2 separate regions of the Mus musculus genome follow, and region 1 is linked to region 2. The links are chromatin contacts, called in public HiChIP or PLAC-seq maps. All regions are on one chromosome and are shown on one strand. The core of a region is the stretch at or near the end of the contact, and the rest is flanking DNA. Distances in the headings are between cores, read along the strand shown.

The links. HiChIP or PLAC-seq counts read pairs in DNA pulled down with a chosen protein or histone mark.
Region 1: an H3K27ac HiChIP or PLAC-seq map of microglia shows a contact between it and region 2, with 4 times the contacts expected there. The contact joins the enhancer-like site here to the promoter of Csrnp1 in region 2. A contact is called at or near these places in 2 of 39 promoter capture datasets (embryonic stem cells and macrophages), 1 of 15 datasets of contacts at CTCF or cohesin (the G1E-ER4 cell line), 37 of 484 Hi-C or Micro-C datasets (CD4 T cells, CD8 T cells, the HL-1 cell line and 21 more), 13 of 115 datasets of contacts at active chromatin or transcription factors (CD8 T cells, the SCID.adh cell line, Th17 cells and 8 more) and 3 of 9 other capture datasets (adipose tissue, liver and pancreatic islet).

Annotation. Positions count from the first base shown.
Region 1 is chr9:120,035,581-120,040,793 of GRCm38.p6, reverse strand. No RefSeq gene overlaps it. Among named protein-coding and RNA genes, the nearest start is that of Xirp1, 15 kb to the right of the region's middle. Within about 2 kb of position 3,238, at least 24 of the 459 cell types and tissues checked have an H3K27ac peak or open chromatin away from gene starts, as enhancers often do. A contact at or near this core is called in bone marrow-derived macrophages and microglia, where this site is marked.
Region 2 is chr9:119,980,227-119,985,636 of GRCm38.p6, reverse strand. It overlaps Csrnp1 (cysteine-serine-rich nuclear protein 1), which reads left to right and starts at 1,858. Exons shown (of 5, transcript NM_001357562.1): 1 at 1,858-2,018. It overlaps Gm33800 (a long non-coding RNA gene), which reads right to left and starts at 1,792. Exons shown (of 4, transcript XR_871355.3): 1 at 1-1,792.

The DNA.
Region 1 (5,213 bases), core at 1,989-4,488, 54 kb before region 2:
CATGTGTGTGCAAGTATGTCTCACTTATCTGCATATACACACATGCAATCACAAAGTAAAGACAATTTAGCTTAGGTGAAGAGTTGTAAAGACTGTTCCCCAAAAGAAAACCAGATTGTCAAGTCATAGAGGACAGCTGGGGTCATAGCTCAGTTGTCAGAGAGCTTCCCAGAATACACGAAGGCCGGGTTTCCCGTCCCAGCTCCTCATAAACCAGGCACTGCATGCATGCATGCCTGTGATGCAAGCATTTTGGAGGTGGATGCTAGACCAGGAGTTCACAGTCATCGTCCACTAGTATTGAGTTTGAGGCTCCTGGGCAGTCTTCATCACTGTCTGGCTACAGTCAAGAAAAAGTGCTCTAGAGAATAAAAGGGACACAGAGAAAAGCAGAACACAAAGATGATGCTGCATAGGGAGCCCGGGGTGCAGCTTACAGACCTGAGTCCCATCACACCCAAGCTCCTGATCTTTCCATTGTGTAAGCCAGTAACCTCCCCTCTTGACTTTGGTTTTACTTGGGCTTCCATTATTGTGGTTTGAAGCATTGATCAGTGAATCCAGGGGAATGTGACCTTGCTCTCAGATAGCTTCTTCAGAGACTAGAGTGGTCCCCCACCATCCTTCCTCAAAGGGTGGTTATTAGCAAATTGTTTATCCACACAGTGCACCCAGAGAGGCCTTTGTCTTCCTGGCTCATGCTCATTTCTTTCACTGTAGAAACAAAAATTTGTTTTTTATTATTTTGTGTGTGTGTGTGTGTGTGTGTGTGTGCGCGTGCACGTGAGTGCAGGTGCCTTCAGAGGCCAGAAGAGGGCACTAGATAACTTGGCTCTGGAGCTGGAATTACCACAGCTGTGAGCTGCCCATACGGGTGCTAGGAATTAAACTCTGTAAGAACAGCAAGCACCAAGCCACCTTTCCAGCGCTGTCTGGCTTTTTTATGTGGGTACTGGCTGCTAAGCTCATGTCCTCACACTTTCAAGGCAAATGCTTAACTGACTAAGCCCTAGGACAGTTAAGATGCCTTCAACGCCTTAGGTCTAGCCTAGGTCATCAGCCATTACTGACCCTTTGTTTTCCCTGAATCATGAAACCTCAGCTGGGAAGACTGACTGGGGCATCACCATAAGAGCAGATACATCCTGCAGGTGGGAGACTTCGAATCACCCCAGAGCCCACAACTACTGAAGGATGAGTGGGTACCCCGAAGCACCCCACACCGCCCCATGCACCCCACCAGTCCAGGGTGTGTTCCTCTCACCTCTCGGCAGCAAGTCACACCCACTGCTGTCAGACCTACATCAGCTTGTAGCCTTTCTCAGGAAATAGAACCACTCCCTGCCTTAGCCCTCTTTCAGAGAAGTACAAACCCTCATGATTCAAGGCAAAGGTCTACTCATCAGGCTTGCTGCATTGTTCCTTAGTACTCTCTAAAGACTCGCTTTTCCATTGACTTGTTTGTTTTTGAAACAGCGTCTCATCTTGTAGCCCTGGCTATCCTGAAACTTGCTGTGTAGACCAGGCTGGCCTCAAACTCACAAAGATCTGCCTGCCCCTGCTTCCCATGTCCTGGAATTAAAAGTGTGACCAAGCCCAGCCTTTCCCCGTTGTTTTTATTTAGTTGGTTGTTTGGTTTGCCCATTGCTTTTGATAGGCTGATCACACACACCCCCTGCCACAGGTCACTATTCTGACCGAGAAAGAGAGGAATGAAGGAAAGAAAAAGGAACAGACCAAAATGGCTATTGCTTCCCAGGAAAGGGACACAGTAGCCAGACAGAAAGCTTTTAGAGCCATAAGAAGTGGTTTCTACTACTTCTAGCCAAGGAGGACCCATCGAAGACCTAGTGGGAGCCGCAGCCACACATTCACACAATTGTAAAAGAAGATTCTGGCCCCAGGAATCACTAAACCCAAGAGAGAGCCTGGACTTCCACCCTCTCCTGCAGCAGCAGCAGTGAGCAGCAGCCCTCTCTTCTGGGCTGCTGTCAACAGATGATAGCTGAAACAGAAGATCCAGGTAAGATCAGAGGCTCACACCAAAGATCCCCACATCCAAGTGCTAACAGAAGGTCACCTACCCAGACAAAAGCCTACAAGGTCTGAAGGTCAGAGACTGTGGCCAGATTACAGCTCTGAGCTGTTTGGATGATCTGACAAGCACTGGGTTTTGTTTTTAAGATTTATTTTGTAGTCCAAGCATAGTGGCATATACATTTAATCCCAGAACATGGGAGGTAGAGGCAGGTGAGTCTCTACGAGTTCAAGTCCAGCCTGATTCACATACCAAGTTTCAGGGCAGCCAGAGCTACATAATGAGGCCTGTCTGAAAACAACAAAAAGACAGGATTTATTTTGTTCTTTATCTCTGTGTGGGTGTGTGTTCTGTGTCTCTCCCTAACTAACTCCCCACCTTTCTGTCCCCTGTCTCTGTCTCCTGTGCTCTCCCCCCTTCCCTCCCTCTCTGAGCAGGGGAGAAACGTTGTCTTTTTATGTAGGTCAAGCTGTCCCGAACCTCTCTGCCCTGGCCAGTTCTGTGTCAACGACACAAGCTAGAGTCACCTGAGAGGAGAGAGACTCAACTGAGACAATGCCTCCATAAGACTGGGCTGTAGGCAAGCCTGCAAGCATATTCTTAATTAGTGACTTATGGGGGAGGATCTGGCCACTTTGGGTGGGGCCATCCTCGGGCTGATGGCCCTGGGCTCTATAAGAAAGCAGGCTGAGCAAGCCATGGGGAACAAGCCAGTAAGCAGGACCCCTCCATGGCCTCTGCATCAGCTCCTGCCTCCAGGCTCCTGCCCTGCTTCAGTTCCTGCCCTCACTGCTTTTGACAATGAACTGCTCTATGGAACTGTGAGTGAAGCAAACCCCCCTTTCCTCCCCTAGTTGCTTTTGGTGTTGGTGTTTCATCGCAGCAATAGTAACCCTAACTAAGTCACTCTCCATCCCTGGGCCTCTTGCCTCTGCCTCTCAAGCACTGGGTTGAATAGAGACACACTAGACACACTCGTACCCAGTGTTACTGGCCATCTTAGAGGTTTATTTTTAAGCCTTGCTGTTTCTTAAGCTCCCACTGTGGTAAAATTCTTAGCAAGCAGTTCTCCATGAAGGAAGCAGACAGAAGCCTGGGAGCTAGAAAAATAGGAACCCCACATGCCCTGTGTCTGCAAGTACAGAACTAGCCAGACAGACTGACCTATTTTTGTGAGGGGAATCGGGAAGTATCCATTGCTAAGACTCAGCAATGCTGCAACTCTCAGCAACCAGCTGAAGATCAGCAGCCGAGAGGCCCTGCACCTAAGCAAGGGCTCCTGGGCTTTGCACGCGGGGCGACTCTAGATTCTTCAGGCTGCCGGGAAAACAGGAATCCAGACTTCCCCAGGACCTTGTTTCTCCCTGAGGCAGCCATATGGGAAAACTCCTCATAGGACCTCCTCATCCAGCACCTACAATGTAATGACCTCTTTCTCCCCCCTAGTGAGAAGGAACCTTGAGCTTTCTCTGGGCTGGACCATGGAATGGCGGAGGGCATCTTTGTGACCCAAGAGTTTCTTGAAGGTGCTTATCGTTACTGTCTTTATTGTCTCACCCTACTGACAACCCAGGGTCTAGCCCCAGCTCAGCCACTCACGAGCCCTGCAGACAGACAAAAGTCCTTTGGCCTCTCTGGGCCTCTGTTTATTCATGGAGGAAATCAAGTCCTGCCTGGCTATGGAGGTGTATGCCTATCCCAGCCCCCCACCACCACCACCAAGCAATTGGGAGTCAGAGGCAGGGTACGAATGTGAGTTCCAGGCCAGCCTGGGCTACATAGTAAAATCCTGATTCAAAAAAAAAAAAAAAAAAAAAGGAAAAAATGAGATTTTTTTTTTCTGGCAAAAAGCATTCATCCCTCATTTCAAAGCTTCTTATCTGTGTACTGCTCATCTCAGGCAGACTTTCTGGGTCTCTGCTTCAAGAGTGAGACCCAGTGGCTGAGTGGTACCTTAGTGCAAATGGACTGTTGTCATCCAAGTGTGTTCATCACTGGAAATAAGCTGAAAAGAAGCAACTACACAGATAGAACTGTTCTTTCAAACAAAACTGAAGGAAGGAAGGAAGGAAGGAAGGAAGGAAGGAAGGAAGGAAGGAAGGAAGGAAAACAGAAGGAAGAGAATGAGCCAAATATAGCATCATACATCTGTGTGGGCTACATAGTAGGTTCCAGGCCAACTGAGGCCACATAGTGAGACCCTACCTAAAGTGAGAGGAGATGGGGAGAAAGGAGAAAGGAAGAAAGAGCGGGAGAAGAAAGAGGAAGGAAGGAAGGAAGGAAGGAAGGAAGGAAGGAAGGAAGGAAGGAAGGAAAGAAATATGGTAAATTGGATCAATGTTCCCCACAAAAACCCATGAACCAAACATTCACAAAACCCTTGCCAAACAGCCCCACTTCTTCGATCCATTACGAGCCACTCTGGGCCCATCCATGGCTTAGCAGACTCAGGATCTTACCTCCAAGCCTGACAACCTGAGTCCAGTCCCTGGAACCCACATGGTGGAAGGGAGAAACGACTCCTAAAAGGCAGAAGATGCACTCAGCATCCTTCATGTGACAGACACCTTCATCAAGAAACTGTGCCACGGGCTGAAGAGATGGCTCAGTGGTTAGGAACACTGCCTACTCCTACAGAAGACCTGAGTCCAATTCCCAACACCCACACAGCAGCTCACAACTGTCTGTAAGTCCAGTTCCACGGGAGCCGTGTCCTCTCTGACTTCCGTGGTCACCAGACATGCACATCCTGCAATACATATATGCAGGTGAAACCCTTGTACACATAAAATTATAAAACAATTTTTAAAATAAAGAAAAGAAACTGTGCCACACCCTCTGAACTCACTCCACCCCAGAAAGGTTCTCTGTACCTTTACTGCCTTCCTTGGCTAGAAGTAATATGACCAGAACTATCATCCAGACCCAGGATGATCCAGTCTGTAGTCAGAGACAAGAAGATGACTCCTGTCACTGTTTGGACCTTGCAAAGGCACCACAGCTGACAGTGATGGACAGAGAATCTTGTTAATTAAGGAGGAGTCTGGGTTCTGTGTCCCACAAAAAGTGAACAATTACTTGAAAGGCTCTTGAAAGGCTGGAGAGTGTCCTCAGTTCCTGGCTTGGACTGTCCTTGCATGTTTGACTTATGTCCTTGACCAGACGACAACCAATA
Region 2 (5,410 bases), core at 609-3,108:
GCTGGTGAAGGAGGAAGAGCGGTGGTGTCAAGATTGTTGGGTCATCAAGAACGGTAAATCTGCAGGCAAAGGAAGCAAGGGCTGAATCTGGTGGTAGGGAAATGTGGGGCCTGGAGGGACAGCCCTGAAATCTATGTCACCTCCATAGACGACGGATGCGCAGTTCGCTGGTGTGTGGTGTTCTGTTGTTGTTGGTTTGGTTTTTTTGTTTGTTTTTGTTTTTTTGAGATACGTAGCCCTGGCTTTCTTGGAAGTCACTATGTAGACCTTGAACTCACAGAGATCCCCCTGCCTCTGCCTCTTGAGTGTTGGGATTAAAAGTGTGCAACACCATGCCAGGTCATGTTTTGTTTTCGAGTTTCTCTGTGTAGCCCTGGCCGTCCTGGAACTTGCTCTGTAGACCAGGCTGCCCGGAACTCAGGTTCCCCAGCCTCTGCCTCCTGAATGCTGGAGTTAAAGGCCTGCACCACCACGGATCTGCCATGTTTTGTTCTCAAAATGGGGTTTAAACTTAGAGCTTTTCACATGCTGAGAAAGTGCCCTACCATTGAGCTACATGCTTCTTCAGCTAGCCCTGTAGACTATTTCCTGAGCAGACTCAGCCACCCGGCAGCTTCTGTGTACCAAAGCTGTGTGTTGAGGATCTCAGACCCCAGATTACCACAGATAAAGGGCAGGCTGACTCCCCCACCCCCACTCTGCTTGTCCTCTGTACACATGTACATCCAGGACTGAAGACTGAAGAAAGGGCCCGTCATCCTCCCCACCCTCGGTGCCATTTAGGCAGGACAGAAGGTCACCTCCCTACTACACCCGGGGGAGGGGAGAATGGAATCCTGAGGGTTGGACTAGCCACTGACAGCATTCATCTAGGACAGTCAGAAGAACCCAGAATGCAGCGGGAGCGGGGCTGGGAGGGGGAGGGTCGAGCTTCCACGAAGGCTTCCAGGAGGAGGAGGCAGTCCTTGCTGAGCCATCCTAGACGTTGTTGGGATTCCCTCAGGTGAGCAGAGTGAGGGTGAAACGTTCCAGGCGGTGCAGTCAGAACGGGAGAGAAAAGCGCTCTAGGTACTGGGTCGAACTGGCCCTGCCGTGGGCTGACGAGGACTCGGGTGGGCTCCTGAGAGAGAAGTTGACTGCTAGAACACACTTTCTTCTGCCTAGTAGTACAGGGAGTTGGCTGCGAGCCTAAGGAAGGTCTTGGCGGGAGCAGAGGAGGCAGCAATCCGCTGTAAGTAGCCAGGGTCCGGCCTAGGAGAAACCAGATTCTTTTTTTTTTTTTTTTTAAGGAGGGATGGGGGTGGGGAAGCTGGTTCCAGCAATCTCTACTTTAGGTATTGTTCGGAGTAAGGGCTCTGGCCCGAGGGCAGAGGTGAAGGCCAGGCCCTAGGATGACCTTTTCTTCTCTCCTCATCCCTGGCTGGTCTCCAGTCTGAGCTAACTTTCTGCGGGATCTGGGAAAAAGAGGTGGGGTGAGGGCCGGGGAAGGGTCCTCAGATTGAATTGATAATAATCTGCCCTGGGCGGGTGGAGGCAGGGGAGGAGCTTCCATCGCTCGCAGCCTCAGTCTACCCAGTCTGCAGCTCGGGACTGCTCGGCGTGGAGAAGCGGGCATCTCTAGGACCCGGCTCTGCACGAAGCTCGGCTCCGCGATCTTAGGAGCCGAGCGCGGAGCAGCGGCGTCGCGGCCCGGTCACAGTCCGCGGGGAGGCTCGAGGCGGGGGAGGGGGCGGTGCCTCCGGGGCGGGGCCGAAGGCTGCGGGCTGCGGGGCGGCCTGGCGGGAGGCCCGGCGTGCGTCAGCGCCGTGAGCCCCGGAGTTTTCCACTGACGAGGAGGGCGGAGCCGCGGGCGGGGCCGGGGCTGAGCCAGTCTCTCCCGCCGCCGCCGGACGCGCAGACCTGGGCCGGCTGCACCGACGGCCGCCCGGCCGAGCGCACTGCGGGTCGCTGTGTGCGCTGCGACCCTGGGGCCGGCACACGAGTGGCTTCGGTGAACTGGGCGAGCCCTGCTAGCTTAGGTGAGTGCCACGGTTCCTGAACGCGGCGGGATGGGAAATGGGGCAGGGGGCGTCTCGGGTGAGTGGCGCTGTCACTCCAGCTCCCCGCTGATCTCCCTTGGGTCCTCCGGAGGGGACGCCGGGATCCGGCCTCCGAGCCCGACTGGAGATCTGGCGCCTGGAGTGAGAGCCCACGGCTGCGAGGTGGCGGGGGGGGGGCAGGCTTCCCCTCCCCCGCCTCGTTGTGGTTACCCCAGATGTCCAGGCGCCCCAAAGCCGGGCGCAGGTGGCAGTGGGACGGGGCGCGCGTGCCCGCGGGTGAGTTTCCTTTTGACCTAGTTGCCTGAGAACTTTTCAGAAGTTACTCGCGTGGCCGGGGCAGGTGACATTGGTCGTCTTCCTCCTCGGGCTCCCTAGGGGGAGGGTGCCCGAGCTGCGGCGTGTGCCGGGCGCCCTCGGCAGGCGGGGGTCAGGGAGGGTTTGGAGGGATGAGTGAGGAATGAGCGAGGCTTGGTGAGTCACGGACCCCGGGAGGGAGGCGGGGGGGAGAAGGATTGTGTCGTATGTTCACCTGTCACCGTCACACTCAGAGGCCACTGCCGTGAGTCACCGGGGCGCAGCTACACCGACCACCCGCGGGCACACGTAGGCTCTCTCCCACGCACCTCTACTCCCTCTTCTGCATGCATTTCCTCTCCTTCCTCAGTTTCCCCTTCCCGGAGGTCCTTTCGCCTTCATGTACTGTAGAAAAGCCTACACCACAGCAACGGCCACACACTTAGTCACTCGGGTTGCCGATACAGTCACTCCCAGATGTAGCCCACCTTCCTGACAACAGAGAATTCCTCCCTCCTCTCTAGCTACCCACCCAACATCTCTGGACCGAAGTCTCAGCCTTCTGCAGAGAGTAAGTCAATACTCTCTGCCCCCAAATCTTTGACAGCCCCGCCCACATCTCCCGAGCTGTCACCAAATCCACCCCCTTTTCTCCTTTGCGCTTGTCCTGTCAGTTCACCTGGCCCTACCCTGTGTCCTACGGGTCACACCCTCTCTGGCTCAGGCGCTGAGCCATCTTTCAACCATGCAAATCTAGAATTGTCAGTCCTTACTTACGCACTTGGGTGGCTTCCTGTGCCCTCGGGCTAACACAGGCCCTCTTAGTTGCATCGCCACCAGAAGGCGCACTGGCTGTCCTTGCTCCAGTCCCTGTACCATGCAGTGTGACCCCCCCCCCCCAATCTGGAACTCTGCCAACATCCCTCCTTCAGAGGAGCCTGCCTCGTCCCCAGTTCTACCCTTCTTGCCTATCCTGTATAACTCCTACTTGAGAGGTGTTAGTTGTAGGTGCTTTACCTGTGTGCCCAATGCCTGTCATAGTGTTTGGCCTTTAGGAAGCTTAGCCAGGATTAGATTGATGAATGAATGAATGAATGTGAAAAACTGGCTTAAGGTGGAGGAAGGGGTGACTGTCAAGTGCAGTTTTCCCTGGGTAGAACTGAGTATTTTATACAGCCAGCAAACATTTGGCATTTACCCAGGGCAGGGCCCTGGAGTCTGAATCGAAGGAACTGTCCCCTCCCCCCATCACTTTCTGAGGCATGGGTGGGGGAGGGGTACGTCAGTGCTTCCTGTCTGCTGTGTCTTGAGCTGCCCAGCACTTTGTCTCCGTGAACTGCTTGTAGGTGATTTTCCGCATCCCAGGAAGCCCTTCAGGAGGGTCTGGGGTCCTGTGACCCTAGGTGTTGGAGGTGGGGGCATGACTGATCAAGACCTGGGGTTCTGAGGTCAAAGGACACATTCTTCAGATTCCTGGAAGGGGGAATCAAGGCCGCCAAGGGGCTGGGGACTGGAGCACACTGGCGGGCTGAGGCTTCCAATAGCTGCCGCTTGTTGCCTGGGTGGAATAGCCTTCGCTGGTTCAGTGTATTAAATAGCTATGGTCACTAGACTGGGGTGACATTCCGTTCTCTGGGCTGTCAGCGCCTGTGTGTGGTGGCAGGAAGGGGGCGGCCCCAGATTCTGCTACCATCCCGGAAGGAGCCCGGTTCTCTTTGATTCCGGGGCCTGCCTCTGGGGCTCCTCAGGGGGTGTGGTGTTTCTGTCTGAGCCAGCTCCTGGGAATGGCTTTTCCTTCCTCCAGGACCCTAGGACAGGACTGTGTTCACCCTGGGAACAGGATCTTGAGTCCTGAGTAGCTGCTGCAGCCCTACCCCCACCCCCTGACTCACTGTCTGGCACTTTTCTTGGGCTCTTCAGCTATCTTTCATTCCGTTTTCTGACTTGGCCTCCTCTGCTGCACAGTCTTTCTGTCTCTGCCTTCTTTCAGCCTCTGGATCCCAGGTGGCACTCCTCCCTCCCTTCTTCCCTCCCTTCCTCCCTCTCTCTCCTCAGACCCAGCCAGGGCTCCAGCACTCACGCCTCAAACAGCCTGGCCTTTCCAGAACTCTGCCTGAAGCTTTGAATGTTAACGCTCTTCAGCCTTAGTTCTTATCTTGGGTACACTCAGCTGTGGATCTCTATCCAGTCCACACCTACCTCTCTGACATCTGTTTACTCTTAGGGACCCGGAGCCTCTGAGATGCCACCTCACACTTGCACTCGAGTGAGCCTGTCCCTGTCTCCTTCCCCTTCCCCCCCTACCCCGTCCTCAAAGCCACCTTTGAACACTGTTCTTGGCTCAGCCAGCTCTGACCCTGGCTGGGGGATGGGCATGTGTCTCCTCATTAGATTAGCTTTCAGGGCCAGGAAAACTAAGACCCCTGCCTGGGCTAAAGCACTGCCTGTGTCACAGTCCTGCTGCCCACTCTTCTGGGCCTCTCTCTGCCAGGCTTATTATGGCTATGCAAAAATAGCCTATAGCCAAGCCTTGTGTGAGGAGAGGCCCGTTACACTGTGGTCACTTATAGCTCTTAAAGAGTTGAACCCAGGGTTTCAATGTGTGCCAGACAGCTGACCTATGTCCCTGGCACATATGGAGGCAAATGTCTGCCATCCCAGCACGTGGGAAGTGAACGAACACTGGAGGATCAGGATAGAGGCCATCAAGGGCTACTCAGACTCTCTCAATCAAGATCTATTATTTCCTAAAGCACTTGCCTCCAAGGTCATGACATCGGAGATTAATCTTTGATTTGGGACTTTTTTTTTTTTTTTTTTTTTTTTTTTAGAAAGTGTTCTGTTCATAGCAGTATCCCCAAAAGGCAGAAGAAAGTGTGTGTGGGAGGGTGGGGGGGCTTTTGATGTCCTTTTGGAAATAACTTTTTGGAGAAGAAGGTTTTTCTCTGTAAATCAGGTTGGCTTAAACTCCAGGCAATTCTCCTGCCTCATTTGAGATTGGATAAACATGAGCTATGATACTCAACTCAGAAATGACTTCTGGAAGGGTGTAAGTCTTGGTGGGCTGTTCCAGTCTT